2 separate regions of the Oryctolagus cuniculus genome follow, and region 1 is linked to region 2. A link is a contact called in public Micro-C data. All regions are on one chromosome and are shown on one strand. The core of a region is the stretch at or near the end of the contact, and the rest is flanking DNA. Distances in the headings are between cores, read along the strand shown. Region 1 holds the start of CTDSPL2 (CTD small phosphatase like 2). Region 2 holds the start of GOLM2 (golgi membrane protein 2).

Region 1 (5,228 bases), core at 118-2,617, 130 kb after region 2:
CATCCAGGTCTCCCATGTAGGTGGCAGAGGCCCAGGCATGTGGGCCATCTTCTACTGCTTTTTCCATGCCATTTATAGGGAGCTGGATGAGAACGGAACAGCTGCGACTTGAACTGGCGTCCATGTGGAATGCCAGCACGGCAGGCAGCAGCTTTACCCTTTGCATAACAACGTCCGCCTGTATCTATCTTCCTTCCTTCCTTCCTTCCTTCCTTCCTTCCTTCCTTCCTTCCTTTTTTCCTTCCTTCCTTCCATCCAAGATTTTATTTATTTATTTGAGAGGTAGAGTTACAGACAGTGAGAGGGAGAGACAGGAAAGTCTTCCATCCATTGGTTCACTCTCCAAATGGCCACAATGGCCAGAGCTTCGCCGATCCGAAGCCAGGAGCCAGGTGCTTCTTCCCAGTCTCCCACGTGGGTGCAGAGGCCCAAGGACTTGGACCATATTCTACTGCTTTCCCAGGCCACAGCAGAGAGCTGGATTGGAAGAGAAGCAGCCGGGACTCGAAGCGGCGCCCATATGGGATTCTGGCACTGCAGGCAGAGGATTAACCCACTGTGCCATGGCACTGGCCCATCTTTTTCTTTTTTAAGATTTATTTATTTGGAAGGTAAAGTTACAGAGAGGCAGAAGCAGAGGCAGAGAGAGAGAAATTTTCCGTCCTCTGGTTCACTCCCAAATGGTTGCAATGGCTGAGCCAGGCCAATCTGAAACCAGGAGCCAGGAGCTACTTCCGGATCTCCCAAGTGGGTGCAGGGGCCCAAGGACTTGGGCCATCTTCCACTTCCTTCCCAGGTGCATTAGCAAGGCAGCTGGATCAGAAGTGGAGCAGCCGGGACTTGAATGACACCCATATGGGATGCCAGCACTGCGGGCGGTGGCCTTACCATAACGCTACGCCACAGCAGCGGCCCCTTGTGTGTTTTCTACATGTAGTTTCATGATGGTACTCAAAAAGTTTTGGATTTTGGATTATGGATATTTAACCTACACCTTGGAATAAAGGACATATTAAAAGACTATTGGTATTTCTATTACATGACTTTGTGAACACCTTGTTAATGTTTCAGATTGCAGTTTTGAATGGTTTAAAAAAGTAGGTAAAAATGCATGCTACTAGTTTTTTTCCTATAACCACTGTCTTGCATCTAAATATAATTTTTTTTTACTGGTTCATTTATTTGAAAGGCAGAGTTACAGAGAGAGAGAGGAGAGGAGAGCAGAAGAGAGGGGAGGGAGGGAGGGAGAGAGAGAGAGAGAGAGAGAGAGATCTTTCATCAGCTGGTTCACTCCCCAAAAGGCTGTTGTAAGGTCCCGGGGGGGTTTCGGCACCAACGTAAGGCTGCCACAAAACACACCAGACACCTGAGTAGGGGAGAGTTTATTGGGGGAAACCCAGCAGGCCGGAGGGAAAGGGTGAGGAAGGAAAAGAGAGAGGAGAGGAGAGAAGAGCGTGAGCAGGAGAGAGGAGCTGAGAGAGAGGAGCGAGAGCAGAGGAGACTAGAGAGAGAGGAGGGGAGAGAGGAGCACCACGTGTTCAGGAACAGGTCCTTTTAAAACGTTGCCGTAGGGCGGGCAGGGAAGCAGGAGCAGTGAATCCCGTCAGGAGGGGGATGGGGCTGACATGGTGGTTGGGCCATGTGGCCACCTAGCTTCCAGCATGGAGGTGGGGGCTAGAGCCTAGGATGTTGTCAGGGTGTAGATCGCGCCATAGATAAGACTGTGTCATTTTCCTAACAGCCTGAGCAGCGGGAGCTTGGCTGATGGGAAGCCAAGAGCCAAGCGCTGGCCCTATTTTTTTTCTTTTTAAGGTTTATTTATTTGAAAGGCATTGTGACAGAAAGAGGAAAACAGAGAGAGCTTCCATCCGTTGGTTCACACCTCAAATTCCCCTAACAGCCAGGGCTGGGCTAGGCTGAAGCCAGGAGCCAGGAACTCCATCTGTCCTCCATGTGGGCGGCAAGAATCCAAGTACTGAAGCCATGATCTGCTGCCTCTGAGAGTGCACATTAAGCAGGAAGCTGGATCGTAAGCGGAAGAGCTCTGGAACTGGCAATCTGCTTTGGAATGCGGGAGTCCCAAGTGGTGGTTTAATCCATTGCCCCACAATGCCCGCCCCTCAATAATTAAATCCTGGACGAATAATGAAAGTGGCCTAGGATTTTTTGTTAAAAGATAATGCTCTTCCAACCACTAGGACTAGCCGTTTCGGATACATTTTCTGTTGGAGCTGGCCGTCCCTTGACCCAGGCTTGCAGGTACACGCTGTTTGAAAGATCTGAGTTCTCAGCTTGTAGCCCTACCGCCTACATCACGTGGAATCCAAGGGCGTGAATCTGACGACTGATCCAAGGAGCCACTACTCTCTGCCTTCCAGTCAGCGAGCCGGAAAGAACACCTTCAGGGGCCGCTGGGATCCCAGGAAAAGATGCGTGATCCGGTTTTTACTCGCCCCAGGCAGCGCTCTCCACAAACCACCTCCTCCAGCGCGCCAAGCCGTTAGTCCCGCCCGGTCCAGCTCGGCTCCACCCATCTGGCGCGCCCACGGGTGCTAAACCTAGCCGCCAGGGAACGCGACGCATTCCCAAGCTCCGCCTCCGGGGCCAGGGCGCGCTCCCCCTCCCTGCTCGGCCTAAGCAGTTCCGTTAGCAGCCGGAGGAAAAACCGTCCTTTCGGGTCCCCGCCTCTACTAACGCTTTACTCCCTACTCCCCCTGCGACCACTCCACAGGCGGCTACGGAGGCCCCTGAAGTACACATATCCCCCAGGCCCCGGCGCAGCCTGACAGGTTTTGTCCTTTCCTACCCCCTCCAGCCCTAAGGACCAATGTTCAATCTCTGCCAGGAACCCGGACTCGAGAGTTTGTTCGGGCTTCAGCAGCTTCGACATTCTTCACGGAAGTAAAAGTGGTTTGGTGGTGTTCCCCCCGCCCCCGCCCCCACCTCCTGCTGTAGCCGCCCGCATTCCTCCCCTCCCACCTCGCAGAATTGTGGCGGGAGGGGGAGGAGGAAGCTAAGGCGCCTGCGCGGAGAGGCCGCTTTCCATCCGGGTCCCTGTTCGTGCGGTGCAGCAGGTCGGTAGGCGGGAAATGGCGACTGGCTGAAGGAGCTGGTTCTGTTGCTGCTGCGGGCTACGCGGGAAAGACACCACACATTGCGCAGTCGGAACCATTGCCGGAGACCGAGGACACTTCTCTGTCGTCACAGTTAGGTAAGTCCCTTCGTCCAGACGCTGCCTCTGCTCCCAGCCTCAGTCCTCCTCTTCCAGGGCCGTCTGCCGGGATCTCCTCCCCTTCTCAGCCCGGTCCTCCAGCGGCTCCGGCGCCTTGGTAGGCATGCACTGTTGGCGCCTCATACTTCCACTGTGTGGAGCCGCTGTTCTCTGGACTTTCCCCTGGGAACGGAAAGGGAGCTCACTTCCCGCCAGCTTCAGCTCAGAGGCTGCGGCCTGTGTTGTGATTTCTGGGGTTAGATTTCACTTCGCTACCCACCCCCACCCCGATCTCACGTTCCTAGTCCCCAACCTTGTGGTCCCTGTGGGGAATTAAGTTAGAAGATCAGCCTTGCTAACCTTCTTGATCCACTTGGTTTTTTCAGTGTTTCATTCTTTCTAGTGGGGTGCTTATGGGGGGCGTTGCTGTGTCTCACTGATTATAAACACCTTTCGAGAGTCGGGGAGAAGGGATTTCATAAAGTCCTGTTTATCTATTGTACTGTTAAAATACTGAGTTGACATGGTTACTTTTTCAAATCAAGAGTGACAGTGAGGAACAGCTCATGTGGAAGGCCCCTGGTGTTCATGGTGGTCATTTAAGGGTGAATTTTATTATATTTCATATTCTCAGCTTCCTTTGGGTATCACATGCCTGCATGTATGTTTACATTTGCCTTCTTGACCAGAATTCTATGGTAAATAAGTGCATAAGTAAATTGTGTTTACTTCTCACCCTAGTGGTGGCTCGATGTGTGAATGATGTTAAGCACTTTAAGAGTACCTTAGGGAAGTCTAAAAGATACTGCTTGTAAACTTTCCCAAGATCCTGAAGTGAAATGCACTTAGTAGACGTTCCTCCAAGGCAGGGATTTATCTTTGTAATGCTAATAAAGCAGTACCAAGATTACTGCCCTGTGTGGCTATACAAATTAGTGACTTGAAATGATAGATTTATCTGTATAATTTTCAGCTTGTAGATTGCTCTTTATTCTGTCTTTCCCTTCTTTTCATTTGTGATACAGCTGTTATCCTAATAAAAGCAGAGAAATGACAAGTTAAAACTAGTTTAACTCACCCCCCCGCCTTTACCATTTTAGATCAGTTATCTATGAAGATGTTGGTGTTTTTCAGAATGTTTCAGTTGTGTTGGATTTGGAGTCTTTCTAGGTTTTTTCACTAATCGGACTAAATTTCAAAAATTCATATAACCTGCCAATTGACATTAATACTCAACCTTTTAGCTCAGTTTGGAGAACTTCACTATTGTTAGCATGATATTAGAGTGAAAATTCCTTAATAAACAGGAACACAAAAAATCGTTGTAGTCCTCATTTGGTAGACTTTGCCCAAGGTCATAAAGAAAGTCAAGACAAATGTAGCTCTTATGTAAGGCAGTCTTTTAGGATTGAATTAAACTTCATACTTCTTTTCTAGGATCAGTAGAATAGGGGGTGGAAAATGGAGGTGTGGGCATGTTTGAAACTTGCTGAGTTAATTTATGTCAATAAATGGGAAAATATGTGATGTAAAGGGATCCAAGATGTAGTTACATCTAATGCAGGCTTTTTATTTTTATTACCTTTTTGTGTAGTTTATAAATTGTTATTTTTCAAGTAACCGTGAGCATTGTAGATTATGTCTTTGAGGATTCTACCAGATTGTTTAGTTCTGCGTTCATTCAGTACCTTTGCTCTTTTAACACTCAGCATTGGTTGAAGGCTGTAAGCGGTGTGGTCCTTAGCTTTTGTAGACTTGTAGCTGTATAAAAATTCCAAATAGGATTGCTACATTTTACAATATTCCCTTCTGATTGTGGCTCTTGGGAATTTTCTTTCAGCTATTAATGTTACTTTTTCCACTGTTAAAGAGATTAGGAATTGGGGAAGTTTTAACTTTCCCAAATTCATTTAGCTAATTCTAAGCTTGTGTTTTTGGTCAGGTAGTTTTTCATGAGATTATTATATAATAATAGAATTCAGTTCTAGTTAAAGAAACGGGGGCCAGTTGTTCAGAA
Region 2 (5,551 bases), core at 2,474-4,973:
GCAGGGTCCTGTGTCGTTCCTCCACGAAGAGGGGGAGCGACATAATGGTGCCGTGACTCGGATATGAAGCCTAGGCAGGGTTCAGTGTTGCTCCTCCACGAAGAGGGGGAGCGACAAGAGAGATTGATGGATCTGCCATTCACTGGGTCACTCCCCATATGCCCACAATGGCATTTACCTGGGGCTGAAGTCACGAACTCAATCAAGTATCCCATGTGGGTGGCAAGATCCAGTTTCTTGAGCCATTTGCCTACTGCCTCCCACAATTGCAGGAAGCTCTAAAATCAGGAGCAGAGCAAGACTCAAATCCAAACATCTCAAGCAGCATCTTAATGGTCTTGCTCCTTAGGCCAAACACCTGTCCCTGTCTCTGTCTTTGATAATCTTGACAGTTTCAAGGAGTACTGGCCAGGTATTCTGTAGAACGTCCCTTCAGCTGGGTTTTGTCTATGTCTTTCTTATGATTAGAGTTATAAATTTTTCAGAGGAAAACTATTATGTGTTACCATTATCACATCATATCAACATAAATACTATCAAAATGATTTATCACTGTTGATGTAACCATTGATCACCGGGCTTAAGAAATTGACAGTTACCTAAAATATATTTTTAAATATTTATTTATTTGAAAGAATTACAAAGAGGGAGAGCCTGAGAGAGAGAGAGAGAGAGAGCAAGCAAGCGAGTGAGCTATCTTCCACCTGCTGGTTCTCTCCCCCAAATAGGCCAGGCATAAGCCAGGCATTGGGATCTTCTTCTGGGTCCTCCATGTGAGTGCAGGGGCCCAAGCACTTAGGCCATCTTCCCCTGCAGAGAGCTGGAGAGGAAGTGGCGCAAGCCAGGTCTCAAACAGCACCCATATGGGATGCCAATGCTGTCGACGGCAGCTTAACCCGCTGCACCACAGTGCCGGCAAGAAATTGTTACCTAATTTTTAAAATATTGTTTAAAATATTCATTTATTTGAAAGAGAGTTATAAGCTGGAGCCGCGGCTCAATAGGCTAATCCTCCACCTAGAGGCGCCGGCACATCGGGTTCTAGTCCCGGTCGGGGCGCCGGATTCTGTCCCGGTTGCCCCTCTTCCAGGCCAGCTCTCTGCTGTGGCCAGGGAGTGCAGTGAAGGATGGCCCAAGTGCTTGGGCCCTGCACCCCATGGGAGACCAGAAGCACCTGCCTCCTGCCTTCGGATTAGCAGGGTGCGCTGGCCGCAGCGCACCAGCCACAGCAGCCATTGGAGGGTGAACCAACAGCAAAAGGAAGACCTTTCTCTCTGTCTCTCTCTCTCACTGTCCACTCTGCCTGTCAAAAAAAAAAAAAAAAAAAAAAAGAGAGAGAGAGAGAGAGAGTTATAGAGAGAGGGAGAGAGTCAGTCATTCACTGGTTCATTCCCCAAATGGCCACAACAGCCAGAGCTGGGCTGATCCAAAGCCAGGAGCCAGGAGCCTCTTCTGGGTATCTCATATGGGTGCAGGGGCCCAAGGACTTGGGCCATCCTCTACTGCCTTCCTAGACACATTAGCAGGGAGCTGGATCAGAAGTAGAGCAGCTGGGACCCAAACTGGTGCCCATATTGGATGCTGGCACTGCAGGCTGGGGCTTTAACCTACTGTGCCACAGCACCAGCCCCTGCTACCTAAATTTTTAAATGTTTAACCCAGAATTATCTACAGGAGAGGACTTATACACAGTCTTGATGATATCTGGACTGGACTTATTAATAGATGTAGCTTGATAGCCATCAAAACAGAAAGAAAAAGTTGCCTGGGGAAAAGTAGAAATTGGATTGGCTTTCAAGCTTCAGCACTGACATTTACTAGATGTATGAATGGACAAGCCACTTCTGAATCTGTAAAATGGGATAATAGTATCAAATAATTCTTTTAAAAGCACCCAAAAAGGGGATCAGCGCTGTGGCACAGTGGGTTAATGCCCTGGCCTGAAGCGCCGGCATCCCATATGGGCGCCGGTTTGAGACCCGGCAGCTCCACTTCCTATGCAGCTCTCTGCTGTGGCCCGAGAAAGCAGTGGAAGATGGCCCAAGTCCTTGGGCCTCTGCACCCATGTGGGAGACCTGGAAGAAGCTCCTGGCTTTGGATTGGCACAGCTCTGGCCGTTGCGGCCAATTGGGAAGTGAACCATTGGATGGAAGATCTCTCTCTCTGCCTCTCCTCTCTCTGTGTAACTCTGACTTTCAAGTAAATAAATAAATCTTAAAAAAAAAAAAGCACCCAAAAAGAAAATGTATGTCCCTGTCCCATACAATATTATATTTTTAGATTGGAATCCCATGTAAAAAGAAAATACTCTTGGAAAGTGTAACATCTTAAGTAGTTAACATCATTTTATAGACTAACTTCCAACTGCTGGCTGAGCAAAGAAAGGCCAAGCTGAGTGGAGGAAAGGAGAGGTGGGAAGGCTCCTCACAGTTAATAATTTGTTTTTGTTGCCCTGCTTCCTTTTGTCAAAGTCTCCTTGTCATCTGAGCGTATAGGAGATTTCCCAGATGTTAGGGAGCAAAGAGCAAAAGGTTCGAGTTTGAGGTGAACTACATATAAATAATTTTGGCATTATTTTTTGAACACTATATATGAAAGAGAAACCATTTCTTTTTAAAGGTGCAACAATTCTTCCAAGCTACTGTAGTAACTTCATTTTTGAAACAGACATGAAGCATTGAATAATTATTCAGAGATGACAAGGCTTCCTGCCTCATACCACTTAATTTGAATAAGAATACCAAAGTTTTTGCATTCATAGGGTTTTATGCTTAAAGAGTTCTTGAACCTGGGAAATAAAGCAACTCCATCCTAGGTTAGGACTAGTAACCATTTAAGTGTTTACACACGAACAAAGGAAATATATAGAGAAAACAAGACGCGGGGTTTTCTCTGTTTCACCGAATGATCGCTGTGCCTAAAGCAGGTTAATTGGGTAGACTGCAAAGAGCAATGATACAGATTCAAGCGTTTAACAACAGAGTTCAAACAAGATTCGAGACTTTGAGAAATTCTCTGAACATCTTTGTATGTTGGATTTCATCTACATAACTGTTGTTGAGAGGATGTGACTAGGCGTGCAAAAACAATTTGTAAGAACCCTTGTTTCTCATCCAGAGCATGTTCGATTGTCAGTAACAGTGCATTGGATACTATTCATTGAGGGCGGCTTCTGAGCTTTCTGTTTGGAAGCCTAGTGGAGGCAAAAGCAGCATTGCATTTAAAAATAAGGGCTCGCCACACAGATTCTTTAGGTTCGCGAATGCGGTAACGTTGGAAACCAGGCTGGCACCATCCCTTTCAGTCCCAAAGCTTATGTGGTCCCACTCTTTTCCGTAACGTTTGGGGGCATTGCTACTTGTCTTGTTGTCGTTTTCTTTCTACACCTAGCAAAAACAACAACAATCCCCTCGAATGAGGCAAACATGAAACGTTTACAATCATCCTTGTCCGGCTGTTTTCCCTACTTCGAGGTCGTTAACTCTTGACGTCCTCAAAAACCAAAATCCGCGTGAGGGACGACGCAGGGCAGGACTCCTTAGACCTTAGATCCAGGGAATCAAGCACGTTACAGTCAAACGGACACCAGCCCAGGTACATATCTCAGACCGCCAAAACTCACGTTGCACCCTACTCAACAAAGATAACCCTCGCGAGAAAGGACTGAGCGAGAGAGAGGAAACCCGCTATCTCGCGAGAAGAGGGTCGTCGGAAACGAGGAAATGGCCCCCTAAGAGACCGGCCCCCGTCAGTGGGCGGGGCCATGTCAAATCCGTCCCCTTCCGCCTCCTTTCCCCGCCCCCAAGCCCTGAGGTGTTGGGCCGGGGGTGCAGACAGCGGGGTTCTCCCGGTTCTAGTCGGTGGGCTCAGGGTCGGGTTCAAAGCCTCCGGAACGCGCTTTGACCAGACTTGAGGAGGGGGGGCGGGGAGGGACCTGCGGCTTGCGGCCCCGCCCCCTTCTCCAGCTCGCCAGCGAGCGGATAAACCCGCCTCCTGTTTCGCCCGGCCCTGGGGCCGCGTCCCCGGGCAATTCAGTAGCCGAGGCCTGAGCTTCTGCTTGCAGGTGTCGGCTGCGAGGCCCCCAGGGTACGGCCCGGCTCGGCCCCATGGTGGGTTTCGGGGCCAACCGGCGGGCTGGCCGCCTGCCCTCCTTCGTGCTGGTGGTGCTTCTAGTGGTGATCGTTGTCCTTGCCTTCAACTACTGGAGCATCTCCTCCCGCCACGTCCTGCTCCAGGAGGAGGTGGCCGAGCTGCAGGGCCAGGTCCAGCGCACCGAGGTGGCCCGCGGGCGCCTGGAGAAGCGCAATTCGGACCTCTTGCTCTTGGTGGACACGCACAAGAAACAGATCGACCAGAAAGAGGCCGACTACGGTCGCCTGAGCAGCCGGCTGCAGGCCAGGGAGGGCCTGGGGAAGAGATGCGAAGATGACAAGGTAAGGACGAGCCCAGAGTTTGGTACGGCTCCGGCGTGGGGTATTGGCCCAGCAGCAGTTGCCTGATCTGTAGCCCTGGAGGCTCCCTTTGCCTCAACAACCATGTTTCAGACTTTTCCCCGGTCTAGCAGTGTCACATTCTCCAGCCCCTGCCAGACAAAACTGGCTGTAAGTTGTGGTTCTCCAGAGTGGCTTGCGTGTGATGCCGCCTTTCCCCTCAAGCTCAGCTGCTGAGCTGGCAGTAGTAGTCATCTGGCCTATGTGGCCGCCTTAGGCTCACAGACATACAAATCTGGAGGCTGCCAGGTTTTCGTGGAGATGGTGGTCTCATCCTTATTCTGTGCACACCGATTGACAGTGATTTCTTTATTTAAAGAACAGGGCCTCCTCCACATAGGGAATTCACATTTTTGAAGCAGTGGCTTCAAATTTCGATAGTGCAATGTATTAAATAACTAAATCAAATATTAATAGCTTTTTGTGATCAAAATGTTAGGATAGATGGGCCTTGGAGCCATATATGGGCCACCGTGGTGACTTGGACATAATGAAGCCATAATTATGTATTCAGTTTGAATTGTTAATGAAATTAACCCAAAAGGTAGACCCTAAAAATAAATTCTGAGCAACAGCAGAATCTCCTGTCTGTGTCCTCATTGTCTTTGAAAAAAGACATTTTGTGTACCTTAGTAGTTGAAGTTTATGGCAGACGATACAAAGTTTAAACTTAAAAAGTTTAAAACTGGACTGTACTCATACTTGCTACTAAATGATCTTTGTTTTCTCCAACATATTGATAACTGTATTTGTTTGGGACTTGCCCCTTCTGTTGCTATAGTAAAATTGTAAAAATGTTTGGGAGTATTAATAGATACCTTTCTTTCTGGTCCCTTTGCAGTAATCTTCACATTGTAAGTTTTTACTTTATCCAAGTAATTTATAGTGAATTATTATAAATTAAAATCTTTATGAGCACCCAACTTCCTTATTGTCATTAGTCTCTACCCTCTTATTTCATGACGGTTAAGTCCCTCCGGTTAAGTACTTCCCTATGGCCCCTTCCCTATTCACCATAATATAGATACTCTGAGAGGGGCAAGGAGTCAGCAGATTTATGC

Evidence for each region. Hi-C and Micro-C count contacts between places; a contact is called where the count stands out from the background.
Region 1: a contact with region 2 is called in a Micro-C map of ear pinna, with 5 times the contacts expected there. The contact joins the promoter of CTDSPL2 here to the promoter of GOLM2 in region 2.

The regions. Positions count from the first base shown.
Region 1 is chr12:67,357,465-67,362,692 of mOryCun1.1, forward strand. CTDSPL2 (CTD small phosphatase like 2) reads left to right here and starts at 1,368. Exons shown (of 14, transcript XM_070054119.1): 1 at 1,368-3,211.
Region 2 is chr12:67,224,931-67,230,481 of mOryCun1.1, forward strand. It overlaps GOLM2 (golgi membrane protein 2), which reads left to right and starts at 3,724. Exons shown (of 10, transcript XM_002717928.5): 1 at 3,724-4,433. The coding sequence starts at 4,107.